Regions from separate parts of the Rattus norvegicus genome. Here region 1 is linked to region 2. The links are chromatin contacts, called in public Hi-C maps. All regions are on one chromosome and are shown on one strand. Each heading gives the region's core, a stretch centred on a gene start, on an enhancer-like site or on the middle of the called end of the contact. The rest is flanking DNA. Distances are from core to core; before and after follow the strand shown.

Region 1 (4,874 bases), core at 2,005-4,504, 33 kb after region 2:
GCCTTTGAGGCTAGGAACGAAAGAAAGCAAGCTGAGCACGCGGTACTGTACTGTGGCCCCAGTCAGTCAGGAATCCAGTGCAGAAAGACGGCAAGACCCATCCTGAGCAATACATCAAGAGCCTTCCTCAAGACGGGAGTGGAAGGGAGAGAAGGTGAAGCTGGATATGGCGGCTCATACGTAGCTGCAGCACTTAGGGTCTGGAGCAGGGGGAGAGTGCCCTGAGTGCTAGGGTCCACACCACAGTAGGTTCCAAGTCAGTCTAGGTTACAAGAAGGACATCTGTCTCAAAAACTGAAGGGTTGGTAGAGTGTTCTAGCAAGCATGAGGCCATATGTTCAAACACCAGCCCCGAGAGGGGGCGAAAGAGTCTTTTATGTAGTGGGCATTAAAGAATGCTATAAACAGTGGTTCTTAACCTTCCTAATAGTTCGGCCCTTTAATTCTTCATGTTGTGGTGACTCCCAACCATAGAATGATTTTTGTTGCTACTTCATTACTGTGATTTTGCTACTGTTATGAATTGTAATTAAATATTTTTGGAGGAGGTTTGCTAAAGGTTGAGAACCACTGTTACAGACTATTAGGTTTCCTTCCTTTTGTCTGGCCCAAGTGCTCATAAATGCCTTTGGAAAATGTCAGGAAGCCAAGCTCAGTTTCTTCTATCTGGGGTGGTCTTTATCTTTTTTTTTTTAAATATTTTATTTATTTATTATATATATGAGTACACTGTAGCTGTCTTCAGACACACCAGAAGAGGGCATCAGATCTCATTACAGATGGTTGTGAGCCACCATGTGGTTGCTGGGATTTGAACTCAGGACCTCGGGAAGAGCAGTCGGTGCCCTTAACCACTGAGCCATCTCTCCAGCCCGGTGGTCTTTATCTTGTTCAGAGGAATTAAGATGCATCTCAAATATCACCTTCTCTTTAAACTTTCCCATCAATTCATTAATAAAAAGAAAAAGCTGTCTTGACATTCTCCTACAATTCTGGGTTTGCACCTAGACTTTATTTCATCTTCTTATAACCACCTGTCACACTTTCTGCCCCTCCAGACCAATGACCATATCTGACTTACCTTGATCTCAGCTCAGAAAAACACCTGGCACATTACATGCCTGGAACAAAAAGTCTGCTGAATGAGTAAATGAAGTTATTACTTCAGAAGAATCCATAATTACTACTGGGTGACCCAAACTTTATGGTTTTGCCCTTTATGGGCTAAGATTCTGTTTTATACTTTTCTGAGTCTCTCCCTCGCAGCATTTGGCAGAGTATTAAGGACATGGAAAATCTGCAATAAACACTTTTAGATGATGGGAGACACATTACACTTCTCTCCTCTCTCTCTCTCTCTCTCTCTCTCTCGATTTAATATTAAAAAAACAAAAAACAAAAAACAAAAAAAAAACAAAAAAACCTTAGGGCCCTAGTGACTCTAGAAACCCTTGTTAAACAGGACACTTCTCAAAACTACTGACAAAGAATTGAAGGAAATGCTAGCCCTGGACAACAGACATTTTTCTTTGGGTATCTCTGAAAAAAAGCAGTAACAGTCTGCTTCTTTCTAAGGTGTAGGCCTTTAATCCCAGCACTCCGAAAGCAGAGGCAGGCAGAAGTCTGTGGATTCAAGGCTAGCCTGGTCTACTTAGTAAGTTCTGGGTCAGTCACAGCTGCACAGTAAGACCCCACTTTAAGAAAAAGAACAGTTAACTATCAAAAGCCTTTTGATTTGCTATGAAAGAGACAAACACCAGTATATGAAGCTCGGTTTAACTTTCAGCCAAGGGTTCCCCTCCCTACCGTGATGGGGCTGTGGGCCAGTTGGCTGTACCATTTCACGCCTGGAAGGCGGTTCATTTTCAACAATAAAACTTCATAAGTGAACCTTTTTTTGTTGAACGGGGCTTCTACAGTAAGCCCTTAAGTTTCACTTCTTGAACAAAAAGATGGGGCTGCAGGCTTTAGCTTCAGACTTCAAAAACTTAAAATTTGGGGGCATTCCGGACACTTTTTGGATTTTAAAACTATGCACATCCATGAAGCACTGGTGTAATCTCATCATATTTAAGTTATGAGGTTCATGGTTAGTCTTCACACACTTTATGCCAAGTATGCTGGCAAACAGTAAACTGACCACCAATATGCCCTTAGGTTATGCCATTTAACAAAGAGAAATCCTGACAAAGACAAGTTCCGCTGTACTTACACACCTATCCAGCAGTTCTCAACATCAGAATACTCGTCTCTTCTTGGAACCCTTCCTTGTATGTGCTGAACACCGTGTCAAGCATTTTATGCGAATTCTTTCATTTACTACCTACATTCCAATGTAATAGGTATTGCTAGTTCCATTTTCTAGATAAGCAATCTAAACATAGGTTTGATAATCTAACAAGAAAAGCTCCAGAACTAACCACTCTATAGTATTATTAGTATTTTCTTATGGAACAAGGAGGGCGGAAGTCATCAAAGGTACAGAGAGTCAAAACAGTCACAGTCTCACACACACACACACACACACACACACACACACGAGACGGACACTTCTTTGGCGGTCAAGTTTCATATCTGCGGAGCCCTGCTGACCTAAAGACACCCATGCTGCTCTACGGTCGTCAGGTCCAGGTGACCATCCTTGCCGTGAGAAGCCTGAGGATTGCACCTGGATCCTCCAGGTTTGCACAAGGGCCGGGAGAAAGCGCCCGACCGGTCCCAAACAGATTGCACACACTCGGGGAGCACCCAGGGCGGGAACCTAGCTGCTCCCTAGCAAGCACAGCCACGCAAGGCGGTGCACAGGTGCACCGTCGCACCCGACTGCCTGGCCGAGTGACCAGGGCTTTGCGACCCCAGCCCCTAGGGAAAGGGCGGGACTGGAGTGGAGGACTGCAGGAGGCAGTCCCGGGCTCCGAGCCCGCAGCGCCCGGCCAGTCCAGGGCGCACACGGAAGGGTCGCAGGGAGAAAGGATGCTCGAGCGGGGCGGGGCCGGTGGGGGATGGGGACCCTGCCCGAACTCTCACTCACCGCCTCGTTCGCCTCCTGGCCCGGGCTCCGCGGCTCGCCCCACTCCGGTGCCAGCCGCTCACGTATCCTCCCGAGCCTCAAGGACCAGTCAGGCTGCACCAAGATGGGGAGAGGTCCGCACGAGCCGAGGGAGCGTGGCTAGCGAGAACGAGGGGGTGGGGAGGGTGGGACGGTCGTTCTCGCCTCCGGGGACACCGCAGACACGACCGCTGCCGGCTCCACTCAGCCACGGAAGCTACGGGCCCTCCCACCACACTGGGTCCCGCCTCCGCCCCACCCCCACCTGGGAGGGACAGCCGTGTCGACCAATCAGAAACCTAGCGCGGTCAGGGCTGGCCCGACTTAGGGGGCGTTCGACGGAGGAAGAGGAACGAGGAAGGCTAGTACGGCCGCGCGACTTCCTGTGACTGACAGCATAGCGCAACCAATCGGTAACTGAAAGATGACTTCATCGCTGAGGAAAGTCTGGAACTGGCGGAGCTGCTGCCAGGAGGTGGGAGGTCGGCGATGAGCAGGGGGCGGAGTCTGGGTCTTAAAGTGACCGTAACCCAGCAGATCACCCAGTCAAAGGAAGGGTGACCGCGGAGCTACCCAGGGTTCGGTGCCCAGCCTGGAGGTTTACTGCAAAAATCCTGCAGCCTTCATCTCGGCCCTTCCGCCTGTTTTTGCTCCGCGGAGACTCCCTCGTCGATTATTTCACATTCACATTTCCCGAAAGGAGACAAATTCCGCTCTGGCCTGGAGCCCTGAATTCTATCATGTCCCTGCCCTTTCGTGGACAAGCGCTTTCTTTCTCTGAGTCAGTTCTCCTCTGATAAAAGGACCGACACCTACCTTCCTAGAATGTTGAGATTATATATCAACAGCGAACGTACTTGCAACTGGAGGAAAAGGGCTGAATGAACCCAGAAGATTTTATATGGGGCCCCACTGCACTAAACGAATCTGGGCGGCTCTTCCAACTTTAAAATTCTGAACTGCTGGTGTGTAGCCAAAAAGTGTGTGTGTGTGTGTGTGTGTGTGTGTGTGTGTGTGTGTGTGTGTGTGTGTGTGTGTGTGTGTGTGAGAGAGAGAGAGAGAGAGAGAGAGAGAGAGAGAGAGAGAGAGAGAGAGAGACCATAACTCAAACATTTGAAGAGACTGCCTACTAAAGAGGTGAGACAGTTAAGCAAGGCCCACCCCGTTCTGGAACACCACCCCTTACCCCAACAAAAGGAGAGAGCGCTGAAAAGGAGAAATAATTCGGACTTGGTGCCGTGGCATTTGCGAAACACTTTCCCTGGTGAGATATAAACAAGGGTCTAGCTCCTCCTTTTAGGGAGGATAAACCGAAGTACGATTGCCCCAAAGTCCAACCTGGAAAACCAATGAGTTTATTGGGCTTATGAAGAAAGCATGGCTGGCCCTTAAAGCAGCAGGATCACCAAAAAGTTGCACCCCAGCATGGATGATGCTGTCCTCATAAGCTGCGCACACAGTTCAGTTAAACTTCCATAGACTACACACTCTAGCCAGGTCACAAGAGGGCAATCAGGAGGGATGGGGAAACAGGAGGGATAAGCTGGAGGAAGTAATTGAAGGTTCAATGACCCTCCCCAAATCCCTCCTTCAATGCAGGAACACCCACAGTCAACAAATCCAATGTTGAGGGTCTCTTGCAAGATAGCTGTATGTTTAGAGGACAGTGCTGCTGGACACAGGGGAAAGGAAGGGCGGTACTCTCACTGAAGGTTCTGGAGAACAGAGTCGCCAGGGTGGGAGGAGGAGGTAACACTGTAGAAGAAAAAACCCACAGGGGCATCCTTACGGTCTTGGGAAGGCACAGTGACTGAAAGGAGGTAAC
Region 2 (4,635 bases), core at 932-3,431:
AGTCATATGTGGTATATACTGTTAACACCTCAGGACTACGCTGGAACATGAGCACGCTGTGTCAGGTCACACGCTGGTGGTTACAGATACACAGACAGAGCCTGTCACCATATCAGCGGCTACAGCTGCCATTACAACCCAGTGGCTATAGCTGCCATTACAACCCAGTGGCTATAGCTGTCATTACAAGCCCTCTCCCTATTCAGTTTAGTCTACCGTTCACTTTTTAACATGACTACTCTTTGCTACTCCTACCTCAGTTGGTTTATAGAATGAGTCCAATACGAGAACTTCTGCCTTCAGTCTGCTCTGTGGCCACTAAACTTCTAAATCGTTCATACTGTTTCTTATAACTCAATCCTTTTTTGTTCTGAGTCAGGGTCTCTCTATGTAGCCCTACTGGGACTTACTATGTAAACCGGGTTGGCCTCAGGCTCCCAAATGCTGAGATTAAAGGTGTGTGTCACCACATCGACCTATCTGGTGCTGAGTCACCAGATGCAGCACACGATACTGCACAAACCATGATCATCATTGGGTCTCAATAGAACTGCAAAACAGTGTCTCCCTACATAACTGCAAATCTACCTGTCCCACCTAATTCTACTGAACACCAACGCACACACCAGCTCGGAAGGCACGGAAGAGCAATCAACACGGGGCCCGCCCTGCTCAACAGTCCCACGGAAACTCGACCCTGCAATCTCTAAAACACAAACAGGAAGATGACAGTCCACACGGTGTAAGCGGTGCTTCTGATTCTCAAAGGACGCTGCTTTCATCAGCTGCCTAAACCCTCCTGTTCTCTCTAAACCACAACAGTGGCTGGGCTGTCTGCCGTTGCATTCAGGTGGAGTCAATGGCAGGGAACAATTCCGCACCTACTTATTTAAGCACTGTAGGGGCCCTGTGCGGTAACTCGGTCCCATACCACTGAAAATTACTCTTGGAAGGGAGTTAGTTGAACTTGCCTCTAAGGACCCGTGGGCATCCCCCCACCCCACTACATCTGGGATACTTCAATGGCTGGCATCTAGAAAGGCTCTACTCATCCACCCACCGTGTTTTTCTGGAGTTGCTGTAACTTGTGGAGCAGCACACAGAGCGGGGAGAGAATGCATTGCCTGCCCTCTAGGAGCTGATCAACCCATCAGCCACATCAGACTAAATAACATGAAATGGTCCTGTCAGAAGGTAAAGCCTCTTTGTACCAATATTTGGTTAAAAACTCAAGGCCAGGCTGTCCTGGAACGTGATGGGTAGACCAGATTGGCCTCAGACTTACAGAGATCATTCTGCCTATCCCTTCAGAGTGCAGGAATTAAAGGTATGCACCACTACATCCAACTAACGATTTGTATTACCTCAGATTCAACTGAAACAACTTTCATAAAACCTTCCAAATCCCCAGAGTTAATTTGTGCCCCACCCCCACAATCCCACAGCTCTGACCACGCTCTGTCAGAAATCATCCTTAAACACCTCTGCTGCCTCCATGCTCAGCAGGGTCTGGCACATACTTGGTGTTCACCACTTGATGACTGAAGGCCCAGCTGGCCCAAATTTAAAAATGATTTACACTAGAATTTGTTTTCTTGGTACACTTAAACAATTCTAAGTCAAAATATAATCCACATCTATATTTTATGGATATGACTGCTACATGATTATTAAGCCAACAGTCAGGCAAAAGGTTACGGCAGATCACTAAAACATTGAGTAGTTTTTCTGTTTTCTTTCGTTTTATATTATTGGTTTGTTGGAAAGGGTCTTATGTAGGCCAGGCTGACCTCAATCTTGCTATGTAGTTCAATCTGGCCTTGAGACTCAACGGGCTCCTCCCTGTACCTCCCAGGTGACACGTACAGACCACCACTGGTTACTTTTTGTTAGACCACAAAACTCACCTGAGCTGAGCCAGAACCGGTAGTATATTAAGTATGGGTTACCTGTCGAGGCAGGGTCCTTTCCCAGCTTTGCATGTGGGGTTTCCATAGTATATAAGGTGGCTTTTGTCAGGAACTGTGGGAGTCACATTTAGAAATACAGTAGCCAATCCAGTTTATTTCCAGAAATTTTCCAAACAGCCAAGTTTGAGAGCTTAGAGAGTAGCCTTTTGCCTGCTGAAGGCAGAGGGCAGCAGACTGCAGAGGAGCAAACCCCCTGCTGCCCTGCTTTTGGCACTGCTTAAAGCAAATGCAGGGCCAACAAAGAGCCCCAGGACAGTCAGTCGCCCAGCGCAAAAGGCATCTGAATGTCTGGGCTGCTCACCGCTTATTATTAATTTTATACATGCCGATGTTCATTTAAAACACGGTTTGTGGCCTGGAACTTTAAAAATGTTCTAATGTGCTGGTCTATCCACATATTAATCAAGCCTGCCAGGTCTCAACATGCCAAGCTTAAAATACTCTCCAGATCTTGTGGAAAGGTATGAGCGCGATCTTTTATTCACAGGAAAAGGACTCAGAGGAGAATGACTAAGAGTAACAGGATTTCACTGGAAACTCTGACGGAAAAGGTCTGTCCTAAACAGTGGTCTATGTCCTTTGACAAAACATCTGAATAGAAACAAGGTACAAACTGACGGTAGATCTCTCACGGCAGTCTCCAGATGAGATCCTGGACTGTAGTTGAGAGTTGTCAAGGAATGTATTTTGGAGCTGTTTTGACCATGAGACCATCTTGTGTAAAGGTTGTTTTAGTCACCCACTGACTAAGCCTCTTCAGAACCCCATCTACCTCACATGAAGTGAGCTCTATTTTTATAAGAGCAGTAATATAAGCAAAGGTCTTCTCTTATTTTCACCAGCTTTAGGAACATGGCGACCAAGTGAGGACTGGTCACACTTCTATAACTAAAGCCTCTGGACCTGTATCCAACCCTTTCCTCTCCACTCAAGGAACCGGCGTGCTGAGCAGAGTTGCTCCAAGGGTTTTGGTGGTTTTGCTTTGTTTTGGAGGGAGGGTCAGCCAAAGCTGGCCTTGAGGCTCTTTTGTTTTGGAGGTAGACCTTCTATGTACCCCAACTGGCTTGGAAAGATCAGATGGTCTCTGCGTCCTGAGAGCTGGAATGAAAGGCAAGCACCACCCTGCCCAGCCCAGAGACTGAATTGTTAGAAGACTGGATCCCCAGCTGGTACACTATTCCCAAAATCCGGGATCTTTAGAAAGCAGGGATCTTTAGAAAGCAGGGTCTAGTCTTTCGCCCAAGGCAGCCATCTTCCAGTAAACTAACTAAAATGACGAACACAAAAGGAAAGAGATCTATGTTCTCTAGGCCTTTTAGGAAACATGGAGTTGTTCCTTTGGCCACACGCATGCGAATCTACAAGAAAGGTGATATTGTTAGACATCAAGGGAATGGGCACTGTTCAAGAAGGAATGTCCCATAAGTGTTAGCACGGCAAAACCGGAAGAGTCTACAACGTCACCCAGCATGCCGTGGGCATCATGGTGAATCAGCAAGGGCAAGATTCTGGCCAAGAGGATCAATGTGCGGAAGCGGGTGAAGGAGAACGATCAGAAGAAAAAGGAAGGCAAAGAGAAGGGCACCTGGGTTCAGCTGAAGCGCCAGCCTGTGCCATCCAGAGAAGCCCATTTTGTGAGGATTAACGGAAAGGAGCCTGAGCTGCTGGAGCCCAGTCCATACGGACTCATGGTCTAATGTACAAAAAGGAAATAAAGGACCTGGATTGCAAAGAAGAAGAAAGAAGAAAGAAGAAAGAAGAAAGAAGAAAGAAGAAAGAAGAAAGAAGAAAGAAGAAGAAGAAGAAGAAGAAAGAAGAAGAAGAAGAAGAAGAAGAAGAAGAAGAAGAAGAAGAAGAAGAAGAAGAAGAAGAAGAAGAAGAAGACGACGACGACAAGGAGGAGGAGGAGGAGGAGGAGGAGAAGGAGGAGGAGGAGGAGGAGGAAGAGGAGGAAGAGGAAGAGGAAGAGGAGGAAGAAGAGGAGGAAGAAGAGGAGGAAGAGGAAGAAGAGGAGGAAGAGGAAGAGGAGGAAGAGGAAGAGGAAGAGGAGGAAGAAGAGGAGGAAGAAGAGGAGGAAGAGGAAGAAGAGGAGGAAGAGGAAGAGGAGGAGGAGGAAGAAGAGGAGGAAGAAGAGGAGGAAGAGGAAGAAGAGGAGGAAGAGGAAGAGGAGGAGGAGGAAGAGGAAGAGGAGAAAGAAGAGGAGGAAGAAGAGGAGGAAGAGGAAGAAGAGGAGGAAGAGGAAGAAGAGGAGGAAGAGGAAGAGGAGGAAGAGGAAGAGGAAGAGGAGGAAGAGGAGGAGGAAGAAGAAGAGGAAGAGGAGGAAGAGGAGGAGGAAGAAGAAGAGGAGGAGGAAGAGGAAGAGGAGGAGGAGGAAGAGGAAGAATAGGAGGAAGAAGAGGAGGATGAGGAGGAAGAAGAGGAGGAAGAGGAAGAAGAGGAGGATGAGGAGGAAGAAGAGGAGGAAGAGGAGGAGGATGAGGAGGAAGAAGAGGAGGATGAGGAGGAAGAAGAGGAGGATGAGGAGGATGAGGAGGAAGAAGAGGAGGAAGAGGAAGAGAAGGAGGAAGAGGAAGAGGAGGAAGAGAAGGAGGAAGAAGAAGAAGAGGAGGAAGAGGAAGAGGAGGAGGAGGAAGAGAAGGAAGAGGAGGAGGAGGAGGAAAAGAAG

What was found. Hi-C and Micro-C count contacts between places; a contact is called where the count stands out from the background.
Region 1: a contact with region 2 is called in a Hi-C map of the A7r5 cell line, with 2.3 times the contacts expected there. The contact joins the promoter of Mrtfa here to the enhancer-like site in region 2. A contact is called at or near these places in 2 of 12 Hi-C or Micro-C datasets (the A7r5 cell line and mammary epithelial cells).

Annotation. Positions count from the first base shown.
Region 1 is chr7:114,591,340-114,596,213 of GRCr8, forward strand. Mrtfa (myocardin related transcription factor A) reads right to left here and starts at 3,255. Exons shown (of 14, transcript NM_001401049.1): 1 at 3,032-3,255.
Region 2 is chr7:114,559,565-114,564,199 of GRCr8, forward strand. The region is part of intron 1 of Mrtfa (myocardin related transcription factor A); the gene reads right to left. Among named protein-coding and RNA genes, the nearest start is that of Mrtfa, 33 kb to the right of the region's middle. Within about 2 kb of position 2,182, at least 7 of the 93 cell types and tissues checked have an H3K27ac peak or open chromatin away from gene starts, as enhancers often do. A contact at or near this core is called in the A7r5 cell line, where this site is marked.